Regions from separate parts of the Mus musculus genome. Here region 2 is linked to region 1. A link is a contact called in public Hi-C data. All regions are on one chromosome and are shown on one strand. Each heading gives the region's core, a stretch centred on a gene start, on an enhancer-like site or on the middle of the called end of the contact. The rest is flanking DNA. Distances are from core to core; before and after follow the strand shown.

Evidence for each region. Hi-C and Micro-C count contacts between places; a contact is called where the count stands out from the background.
Region 2: a contact with region 1 is called in a Hi-C map of rod photoreceptor, with 2.8 times the contacts expected there. The contact joins the promoter of Ghitm here to the enhancer-like site in region 1. A contact is called at or near these places in 13 of 484 Hi-C or Micro-C datasets (B cells, CD4 T cells, CD8 T cells and 5 more), 2 of 115 datasets of contacts at active chromatin or transcription factors (bone marrow-derived macrophages and memory CD8 T cells) and 3 of 9 other capture datasets (adipose tissue, liver and macrophages).

What each region holds. Positions count from the first base shown.
Region 1 is chr14:36,942,036-36,948,449 of GRCm38.p6, forward strand. All of the region lies in intron 1 of Ccser2 (coiled-coil serine rich 2), which reads right to left. Among named protein-coding and RNA genes, the nearest start is that of Ccser2, 24 kb to the right of the region's middle. Within about 2 kb of position 3,681, at least 1 of the 459 cell types and tissues checked has an H3K27ac peak or open chromatin away from gene starts, as enhancers often do. A contact at or near this core is called in rod photoreceptor, where this site is marked.
Region 2 is chr14:37,133,393-37,139,152 of GRCm38.p6, forward strand. It overlaps Ghitm (growth hormone inducible transmembrane protein), which reads right to left and starts at 1,930. Exons shown (of 9, transcript NM_078478.5): 1 at 1,803-1,930; 2 at 241-411. The coding sequence starts at 372.

The sequences.
Region 1 (6,414 bases), core at 2,431-4,930:
TGCCAATCATCTTGAACTGTGGTCTTAGAATGAAATTTTTTTTTATATCTCACGTAAATTTCCTAAATCTGAGCATCTTTGTAAGCCCTGCTATCTCACTGGTAGGTAAATTACCTTCCAGCTGAATGCTCAAGAACCTTCTACTACCTTTGCTATAGCTTTGAAATAAACAAGCACTCTGATTCTGCCACACTTCAGGGACCACGCTACCTCTAATGCACGCTACCTGATACGCACTTAAAGATGCAATCACTAACGATCTGAAAAGGCCCATATTGGCTACATCATCTAATGATGTGATCTGTGAGTTACTCTAGTAAATACTGTTTCTGTGCTTTAATGGGGAACTGAGAATGGATGGCACAGAGCTGGAAATGTCTATAATTCCCTGAGTTCATTCCTATTATATATATTTTTAAGTTATGACATAATTACTGAATTGGCATGGCACACTTGAAAGAATTTTCTAAACTATGTAAGATCTTTTTTTAAGACTAGTAAATCAAAGTTTCTCAGTTAAAAAGGAATCTATATCTGGATAAGAACTGGAAAATAGGGACAAATATTATTGAGCATATACATAAGTAGTGCCATGTTTATTATATTATCATTAATTACCTAATCTCCATAATTATACAGCAATAGATTGTTCCCATCTCCCATAGCTAAATCAAGATTTTGAAAACTAAAGTACTCTCCACAAATCACCAGAAATGATTTGGGTTCACATGTGAATTCAGGGTCAGTGCAGCGTACTCATGACAAAGCAATGAAATATACTGGGAGGCAGACTGTCAGTGGAGACAAGCAGGAAGGGAGGACGTGGGAGGCTGAAGGAACAGGAGGAGCATGAAGACTGTGGGGCCACGTGTTAACAAGTGGGCAGGAAACAGCCAAACCTGCTCCTTTGCAAACTCCTTTCATATCCATTACCTTACCCGCTAAGAAGCCACCCACTCACCTTCATTCAGCATTGCAAATACCATTCCAGAAGGTTACTAATCGCTGAATTTAGGGATTTAAACAAGCACTGCTTAGTCTAGGGGCAATTAACTGAAGAGCAATGCTAATGACTAAACAGGCACAGCAGTCATACCTGAAACCCATTTCCACAGTCAGACTCTGCACCAGAGTTTTAAATAATTTGTTGATTTGTTTTTAAATTTCTATTACTCAGTTATATCTCCTCACATCCTCTCTGCCTAGGTTTTCCTGGCTGTCATATGTAACATACGCTGGCTCAAAGGCTTGATTATGGCGATTAAGTAAAAAGGAAACCTCAAAGATTTAAAACTACATTTCACTTGCGGTGCTTTGTGGATTTAAAAAGAACACAAAAAATTCAATACAAATCCCCATTATTAGGTAAGTTTGACCTTTCCTGTCCTACTGCAACTTAATTCTGCCAAACGGAAGCAAGCTAGCAAGTCAGGCTCAGGGATTTTGTGATATAGGACCATTCATCATCTTAATCAAAGTGCAGGACTTGCTGAACTGAGAGGGCAGTGAGAATACTAGCATAGGAAGTGGAATCAGAGACGCTTCTGCCTGAACGATGAATGTATTTCCTTCAAATGTTACCAGTGTTCAGGTATGCAAACTAACAGAGTGTGCAAATGTCATTAACATGCTAAAGGCTAGGAAAAGAAGTTGGTGTCACTGATGGAACAAAGACCAAGCCTATTAATTAATACCTCTGTAGCTACCTGAGTAAGGAGGGATGCAGACATAACAAATAAATGCAGACTTTTTAAATATTGGTATTTGTTAAATCACAACATTCAACCGCTTAATAGTATGGTCTGTCTGAGGCCTGCTAGAAGAACGGTCCCTAAATTAAATTAAACGATCAGTAAGGTCAGGGCCACAAAACATGTGTAAGAGACTAGCTAGTACTGTGAGTGACTTTAGCATGAATGGATTGTTACTGGCCTGTGAATCCACTACCGGCACATACACTGTAGATTTGATATGGTATGCATTACTCCACCAAGTTTATTCTATATTTTACACACAATCACTAAGTAAGACACATTATGTAAGGATGATATGATGGTAAATCTTGATTGTCAATTTGATAAAATGTGTGATCACTGAAGAGATGTACTTCTGGCACATTTTCGAGGATGTTTCCAGAAAAGATTAGCTGAGGAGCTGTGGTGGCTTAAACAGGTTTGGCCCCCACGGATTCATGTGTTTCCATGCTTGGCCATAGGGAGTGGCACTATTAGGAGCTGTGGCCTTATTGGAGTAGTTGTAACCTTGTTGGAAGAAGTATGGCACCGTATGGGTGGGCTCTGAGGTCTCCTATGCTCAAGCTCTGCCCAGTACAGAATCAGAATACCCACCTGGCTGCCTGCAGAAGGCAGTCTCCTCCCGGCTGCCTGCAGATGCAGAACTCTCAGCTCCTCCAGCACCATGTCTGCCTGCACACTGCCTTCCTTCCTGCCATGAGGATAATGGGCTACACCTCTAAAACTGTAAGCCAGCCCCAATTAAATGTTTTCCTTTGTAAGAGTTGCCTTGGACATGGTGTCTCTTCACAGCAATGAAACTAAGAAAGCGGGCAAGACTCAACCTCAGAGTAAACAGCACCTTCTGGTAAGTAGCCCCATAAAGAGAGGCAAGGAAAGGACAATGCTCCTGCCTACTTCCGCTGCTTCCTAAGCAAGTGTGTGCATCACTACTGCTATTAGCCAACATCAAATTCCCGCTTCTCCAGCCTTCCGAACTAGACCTAAGAATGAGACTCCCAAAGAGCTTCCAGGTCTTCTGCACTGCACTGAACCTGCTAAACCATCCAGCTTTGTAGACTGAACAGTTACAGACTTCTAAGCCTCTCTAGCATAAAGGTGGTCATTGTTGGACTATGCAAGTCCTATCATGGGCTAATATATCTTCTCATAATACATAATAAATCTTTTTACTTTATATATATATATATATATATATATATATACACACACACACACACACACACACACACACACACACACATCACACACACTCTATTCATTCCATTTCCCTAGAGAACCTTGCCAAATTCAGAGAGACATGCATAGAAGTTTTATCTTCAAAAATAATTATTTTAGTAGTTTTGAGAGGCTCCAACACAGAAAAAAAAAACCCACAGTAAAGTAAAATCAATCCTGGCATCCTGTTATGAATGAAGAGGAATGCACAGAATCACCTATGAGGCAAGCGCTCTGAAGCTACTTAAGTCTCCACTTGCCAGTTTACAAGAGAGGTTAAGAACAGGAAAACTCTAAGCAGCACAGCACGTAACCAGTTAAATCTAGAATGTGAAAATCTTGTACATGAAAAATCTTCTACATGAACTCAGATCTTTTTTTCCTCAAGAAAGAGAGATTGCTATAAACTCAGAAGAAACACATTAACCAAAGGAAATGTCTGAGAATTAAAAGCATCCCTAAACAAATTCCCAGTAACAGAAATGTTTAGACCATTCAGGAAAATTAAACCAAGACTAAAGAGTTTACACACTAGGAAGTAGGGGAAGGAAAGATTACTTTGCAGCCCAGGCTGGCCTTCAACTTGTAATCTTCACCTTCAAACTCAATCAGATATGCTTTTTAATTTAGACAAAGCAGTTACGTCCTAAGGCCGGAGACACATCAGTGCTGTAGATGATTCTCTCAATCCTTTCACTCCAAGTGAATAATCCGTGAGGACAAATGCCCCTCACAGTCTCTGAAGCCTGCCACAGCATAGGCAAGCTACTCAGCGTAAGGCAGCATCTAAACATAAGGTAAGTGTACAACTACTTTGAACTCGTGCTCACATAGTGACCAGATTAAACTGACTGAGATGATCTTCTGAATTTACAAGCACAGTTTTGACAATACGTAGTTTTTAACCTAATGCTATAGAAGTTTGGGGTAAGACGTCTTATTCTGTAGTTAAATATATCTTCCAAATCCCTGGAAGCAAAGAAAGCAAGAAATGTTCTCTATGAATTCTATACGTCCAATTCCACCGCCAATGGGGAATACAACACGGCCTGAAAGTTTAAAAAAAAAAAAAAGACCTAGAAAATGGACAACAAAGAACATTCTCTTTTCTAGAGGAATAAATGCATGTTTTCCAAAACACCAGTACAATGTTCCTCATACTATGTGGCAGGATTTTCCCTGTCCAATTACATTCGGACAGAGGAGGTCTGTGATTGGACAGGGAAAAGGGGGAAAGCTAAGAGTTGCAGAGATGAGGGGCTTCTCAGGGTAGGAGGAGAAGATGGCTGCAGATGTGAACCCGCGAGGCATTTGCCAGCCACAAGTAGTTGTGGGATCATAAGGTTAGATGGATTGGAATGAAGCTTTTATCATTATCAATTGGCTCTGAAAATATTGTATTGGCATCTTGTAAATTGTGATATTATTGATACATAAATCTGATTGGTCAATTAAACTTTAAAGAGTCTTGATTTTACTGGGTTACTGGGTATTGTGATATGCAACCACAATGTTGGTGGTTCCATTTAGTTAATGGAGTGTGGGACCACCGGTTACAGGGAGCTATAGCAGAGAGGGAACTAGTGGCTAGTCTGTCACTGTCTCAAACAGAATGTCACGTGATGGAGAACACTGATGAGGAGGACAACCAGCATTAGCCTGTCCCTGACATGCACATGCACACACACTGGAACACCTAGCATGGATGCATGCAAACACATACACCACACTGAGGAGAAGGAAGGGGGGAGGGGAGAGAGAGGGAGGGAGGAAGGAGGGGGGAAGAGAAGAGAAAGACCTGAATGTTGAAAATCCCTGCCTTCTGTATGTAGGAGGGACTTAAAGAAGAAGTTCACCATTGATGTTCCCATCAGGCCCAGCGGACAGCTCTTATCCAAAGCTCACACAGATGACACTCTTTAAACTAAATGGGTCACAAAATAAAAGCATAAGTCATGAATCTGGGAAAGGGACTGGCGGGGGATGAGAGCACTGACTAGGGATCAAAGGGAGCTAAGAGCAGGCAGGCAGAGGGAAGAGTAAGGAGAGAACACTCTATACCTGTATGAAACTGTCAAAGAAGAAAACCTCTTTAAAGGACACCGGCTAAGAAAAGGACTGAAAGGGTTGTGGGAAAACCTTAAGTACAGAATAGCAATATTAAATCTTATGGATTTCTATCATATCATTAGATTCCTTTTGGGAAATAGATGAATAACTCAGCAACTGAGAGGGCTTAGCATCCCAGATTTGTCCAACTGGACAAAAAGTAAAACCCTATCAAGAGCAAATATTATGTAGAGGGATAGAGGCCATGAACTACAAATGTTATGTAGAGGGGTAAAGGCCATGAACTACAAATGTTATGTAGAGGGATAGAGGCCATGAACTACAAATGTTATGTAGAGGGATAGAGGCCATGAACTACAAATGTTATGTAGAGGGGTAGAGGCCATGAACTACAAATGTTATGTAGGGGGTAGAGGCCATGAACTACAAATGTTATGTAGAGGGGTAGAGGCCATGAACTACAAATGTTATGTAGGGGGTAGAGGCCATGAACTACAAATGTTATGTAGAGGGGTAGAGGCCATGAACTACAAATGTTATGTAGGGGGTAGAGGCCATGAACTACAAATGTTATGTAGAGGGGTAGAGGCCATGAACTACAAATGTTATGTAGAGGGGTAGAGGCCATGAACTACAAATGTTATGTAGAGGGGTAGAGGCCATGAACTACAAATGTTATGTAGGGGGTAGAGGCCATGAACTACAAATGTTATGTAGAGGGGTAGAGGCCATGAACTACAAATGTTATGTAGAGGGGTAGAGGCCATGAACTACAAATGTTATGTAGAGGGGTAGAGGCCATGAACTACAAATGTTATGTAGAGGGATGAAGCCATGAACTTAGTATGTTGAGCTGATACTGATGAGCTGACTCTGCCTACAGTAGGCAGGTGATGATAGTGTTTCCTGGTCAAAGAAAGCAAATATAAAAGCAGAGACAGAAAGACAGTCATTTGAGAACTGTCACTACAGAGACGAGAATCAAGTGCTCGTAGTCAGCAAGTGCGCAGTGAAGAACATTCAGGAGAGGAGCCTAAGGCAACTTCCTGGGATCACCAATGAAAAGACGGAAGCACAGTAGGCAACAGAAGACTGACAATGTGCAATCCAATAGCAAAGAAGAGAATAAAAACAAGTCTGGACCAGCATTAAGGTGACAGAAAGTGAAGCCGGGCGTGGTGGCGCACGTCTTTAATCCCAGCACTTGGGAGGCAGAGGCAGGAGGATTTCTAAGTTCGAGGCCAGCCTGGTCTACAAAGTGAGTTCCAGGACAGCTAGGGCTACACAGAGAAACCCTGTCTCGGAAAAAAAAAAAAGACAGAAAGGCTGTGGTGATGTGGGGGAGGGGGGCCTCAGTAGGCCCATGCCGAGG
Region 2 (5,760 bases), core at 680-3,179, 190 kb after region 1:
CCTCTTAAAGCATTTGTGATAAGGAGGGACTGGAATGATGTGAAGTGGCAAGGACAAAGCTCACTGGAAACTTTACTGTCACTTTAGAAAAATCACTGTTACAGTAACTAACTAAAGAGTAAGCTACTCCCAAGCAGTGAAACTCACAGAACAGCCCACTAATCAACCACCATTACCACCAAATTCTAAAACAGAAAATCTGAATGGGGCGGAAATCCATACTGGAAAAGCATGCTTTACCCTGCTGGGTGTTACGAGCCATTGGTTCTTTGTGATGGAATTCTTCACAAGTGGAGAGGCCTTGGTGATGAAAGTGGGCTGGAAAACCCTGGAAGGTAGTGTCCGGAGACACACAAGCCTTGCAGCCAACATGGTGGGCGATACACCGGTTTACTAAGCAGATCTGAAATGCTAGTTAGAAAGGTAGAGGGGGGAAAAATTTAGTTAATTAAGAAGGAAACATAGTAGCCAAAATCAGAAGAAACTTAATTTAAATAGAAGAAAAAAATCAGAACAGTGGCCTCATTAATTTTTAATGCTGTATCCTTCCCTTGTTCCTTCTGACTCAACAAATCTAGTTTAGAATGGGCAGCCAATGATATAAATCCAAGTTTGACCAGATATATGTAATACAGAATCAATGTTATTATGTTGACACAATCACAGATTTTACAAACATAGCTTGGCCTGATATTTACTCCATCATTCAATGAGTAAAAGTAAAAGAATCTGTGTGACATTTCAGCACAAGAAAAACATCATCCAGAGAAAAGATAACTAAACCACTCGAGACTAAAAACCATGAACAAAAGCCAGGCATGCAAATGTCTACCAAGTAGGTCAGATGTTACTTCCCTTTAAGATACGACAGATACATTCAAATTAAATTATTCCACTACATAACATTCAATCAAAATAAACAAAATTGCCCTGCTAGGTTTCCCTGTTAAAACACCTTCTGGTATTCTTAATAGGGTAACCCCTGCCCCCAACATTCTAAAATTGAATTGTCTCAGTTCCAGTTAGACTATATCGATAAATAGTTAAGTACACGCCTTTCTGCGATGCTAAAGGCACATTTCTGGTCAATGAGTTGTGATGAATTTTAGGCAAGTGATTTGTATTTCCGCTTTCTCCCCATTTGTAAAATATTTAAATACAAGAAAACTTGGCCAAAATGGGACTTTGAAATCGCCCATGAATTACCCTAAAACTATAGGAATGTAAAGAAGTTTTAACTAGCACCTCCAAAGTTAAGAATTTCCGGAACTACGAAGTGCACACAGCTCTAGGCATCTGACCTTGCGGAAAAAACCCGGAGCCCTTTTGGTACTTTCATGCCATTACATCATCTCAACCTATGGCTTCAGCTTACTGACCCGAACAGAGCCTACCTAGTCTGCGTGGCCTTATGTCGTGGAACAGCCAAGAGGGTTATCTGCCATATATTTAAGTGCAGATTCTGGACGTCTGAAACCGGCTCCTGGGCTGGGTCTCTACGAACTAGTGGCGACCCTTCCTAACGCTTCCTTGAGCTTGAGTGTTCGGATGCGCCCGGTCCTCCCCTCTCACCGCTAGCCCGCTGCCTCCGCGTCCACGCACCACCCCCACGGCACCCGATCGCCGACAGCTAGGGCCCCCGCGCGGGTCCCCGAGCGGCTGACTCAGCATCCCTCTGCCCAGGGAGATGAAGAGCGAGGACGAGCCCGGCCTTCCCGCCCCGCCCGTAGCAGCCAGCCCAGATCCCGCTGTGCCGACGCCCGTCACAAGGACTGGAATTCTCAGGCCTCGCGAGGCAGTACCTCAGCTCCGGTCACCTCTACCACGGGGCTCCCTTCCGGGTCACCGAAACTCAGAGTGTGCGACCTCCCTCTGCCCGCTCCTCCGCAACCGCGCGACTCACAGCGTCACGCAATATCCGGACAAAAGGTAAATAGTACAAGCAGCCAATCGAGAGCAGGCTTCTAACGGAAGGGCGGGCGCAGTGGCGAAGGCGGGGCTTGGTTTGGAGACCGGACCAATGGAAGTTTGTGTTTCGAAAACGTCACAGTCAGCGTCCTTTCTGGGTCCGAGTAAGGAAGCCGACACTGGCAAACGCTTTGGGCATCTGCGTTGTGCGTTGTGCGCACTCGCTGCCAATAGGTGTGGGGGCGAAAAAGGGAGTTGGACTGGTTGGCAGCGCACTCCTTAAGTCCCACTTTTTGGGGAGGCAGGTAGATCGCTGTGAGCTCTAGGCCAGCTTAGAATTACTTTTGTTATTGGATTTAGGTTTAACAATGAATTTTCACATTTAAATTGGATTTTGTTCTATTTAAGAGTCATTCTTAAAACACGTTTTACGCCGAGAGTAATTAGTTTGGGTTAATCGTCTAGTCGCGTTGGCTGGCACGAAATTAACTAACCCTTAGAGGTATAATTTAGTCAGACTTTCGTTAACTGCTTAATTTTTATCACTGCTGGGGCTGTGGCTAGGCAGGGTGTCTTGAGCTATGTGAGAGGTACTTGACGCGCTCTCCTTTTCATTCATTATGCAAATGTTAAGGGATTTGATACTGGTTTAGTGAGTTCTGCATATATTAATTTACTTTGAATTAATTATAAGGCCAGGACCAAATCTTTTGTATTTATGGAATGACAGAACCCACCTAGGCATTTTCACTACTTTGCTTTAGCTATTATGCTACATGAACTCATGTATGAACATATCAATACACAAAATTAACTTGAGCATTTTAATAAAGTTTATGTTTTTATAACTTATGATCAATTTTTTTTTTGTATGTACTGAAAACTAAGCCTTAATTTTAGGAACTTTTAGAAGTTAGATGGATAGTTAAACAATCATTGGTTGAGTTTCTTGTTTTGGGCGTTTAGCCAGAAAATAACGCCAATGGTCTATATAGTAGTGAGTTTCAGAATGGCCAGAGTAAGACAGACCTAGTCTGCGGCAGGGGCTGGGGGTGGGGCATAGTGTCAAAATTGAATAACACATTTTTTCTAATTGCCATAAAAACATTCCTACCAAATGTGGCATTTTTTTTTTTTTTAAATTAGAGCCAACCTGCTTCTTGAGTGTACTACTGATGGTGAGATCTAGAGGGGTTTATTTCCGAGTTTTTCTTTCCTTTCCTTTCCTTTCCTTTCCTTTCCTTTCCTTTTCTCTTTTTTTTCTTTTTTCTTTTCTCTTCTTTCTTTCTTTCTTTTTCTTTTTTACCTTTTGACTTTTCAATGACATTTTTGTTTGTTTGTTGTCAAGCTTCAGGCTCCACTTGAGTAACAGAATACATACAAACCACTCTTCTTGTGAAGGTTTTTATTTATTTTATTTTATTTTATTTTATTTTATTGTGTGTGTGTGTGTGTGTGAAGGCTACTGAAATGCCTCAGTGGAAAATAATTTATTACAATAAGAGACATGTCTCTTTTATTTTTGGTTAGGAGCCTGACCTTTAGTGCTTGAGCCATCTTTTCAGCCCAAGAGGTTATTTCTTGGTATCCATGAAAGAGCACCCTCCTACAACTTTTGATAGAATCAAACCAAGAATACTTCCAGTGTTGCACAAAGGAATACACAAGCAAAGTGAAAGTAGATCGGTATAGCAAACTATTTTTGTTAATAAATAAAAAAGTATGTGTGATGGTTTATATGTGTTTGTTCCAGGGAGTGGTACTATTAGGAGGTGTAGCCTTGTTCGAATAGATGTGTCACCGTGGGCATGGGCTTTGATACCCTAGTCCTAGCTGCCTGGAAGTCAGTATTCTGCTGCTGCCTTTAGATGAAGATGTAGAACTCTCAGCTCCTCCTGCACCATGCCGGCCTGTATGGTGCCATGCTCTCACTTTGATGCTAATGGACTGAACCTCTGAACCTGTAAGCCAGCCCCAATTAAATGTTGTCCTTATAAAAGTTGCCTTGGTCATGGTGTCAGTTCACAGAAGTAAAACCCTAACTAAGTGTGCAACAACCTAAAGCAGGATATCGAGCATATCTGGCAGGAAGTTCACTTGCTTTTTACTCACACCAGGATGACTCTCTCTGTTCCCCATTGACTGGGGAGCCACCTTACAACCTTTATGATTAACTAGTTTTAAAAGAATTTGTGCAAAGAAATGGAGAAAAATGAGAAGGTAACAGCCTTTTAATTCACCCAAATTCTTGATTACTTCAGGGCTTTTGCATAAACAACAGTTTTATCCAGTGGTGTGATGGTGAGGCATTAAAACATTTGCCTAAAGGTATTACAAGAAATGTGAGTGGGAGCCTGATAAAAACGTTTGCATCAAAGTCTTACAAGGTGGACTGGAGAGATGGCTCACAGGTTAAGAGCACTGTCTGCTTTTCCAGAGGTTCTGAGTTCAATTCCCAGCAACCACATGGTGGCTCACAGTCATCTGTAATGAGATATGGTGCCCTCTTTTGGCCTGCAGGCATACATGCAGGCAGAACGCTGTATACACAGTAAATCTTTTTTTTTTTTAAGTCTTACTGAAAGGAAATAAAACTGTAATTCATGTAATGTATGTTAAATAGCCCAAAGAGTTGTTTCTGAGCTTTGAAACCTGGGGCTGAGAACATAGCAGAACAGACCAGGACATGCCCGGGCAAGCCCATCGCCTCCCTAGCTCCCACCCCTCTGACCTAAGTTAAATGTTACAGGCTGCTGATGTTTAAATGGACCAATCATGTGGAACTGTGCCAATTCCTCCCCCAGCCCCACTCCTTTTCTATAAAAACCCCTAGCTTCCAAGCCTCGTGGTCGAATCCACTGTCTCCTGTTATGTGAGATACGTTTCGACCCGGAGCTCCGCCATTAAAAAACCTCTTGTTGTTACATCAAGGTGTTGTGTTCTATTCTTGGGTGCACGCCGAATCGGGAGCTGAGTGGGGGTTTCCCCACTGAGTTCTTTCATTACAAGGTGAGGAGATAAAAAGATTTGAATCCCTTGTCATAAAACTTTTACACTATTTGACAGAAAAGACTAATTAATAGGTCGTATTAACCGTGAAACCAATATTTACTGGGTGTTCATTTTGAACCATGTACTGTAATAAGGATGACTAGTAACTGAAACATATGCCTTTAGGCACTTATTTTCTGGTGGAGACAGAAAACACACAAGCATAATGTTAGGTGGTAAAAAGTACTAAGAAGAAGGAGGAGAGGAGGAGGAAGAAGAGGAGGAGAGGAGGAGTTGAGCCCTAGAGGTCTAGAAAATAGACTATAAATAGGATAATTACCATGTAAAATGTATTTTGAACCTTTATTATCTTCTAAGGAATGGTTTATTGTCATTTATGATCATCTAACTAGATAAATCTTGACAGACATAATGCTTTGCTGTTATATGGGTAAGAAAATAGTTTGACAGCATCCGAGGTCTTATCGCTTCCCTCTGCAAATGGCAGGAAAAGTCTAGAGAAGCTGTTACTGAAGAGATTAACTATATGGAACATGGATGGAGGATGGGCACTTTAATCTTCAGACACCCGATTTGAGTAGCTCACAAACAGGATCTCTGTTTAGCTCCTTCAATCTTTCCTACAGCCTTTGTTACAGCAGAGAAGGAATTTACAGCACAGTAATTGAACCTTATTCTTTGTAAAGAAAGTAGGGCTTTGTTTTTATTCCCTATTTTCCTTTCTCACTTTTGTGGCTTCTATTATCATATTAGTTATTTTGAAACAGGGAATTAAACAGCTCACATTATGAAGAAGATAGGCTTTTTTTTTTTTTTGTGGGGCCAGTGGACCGTGCCATC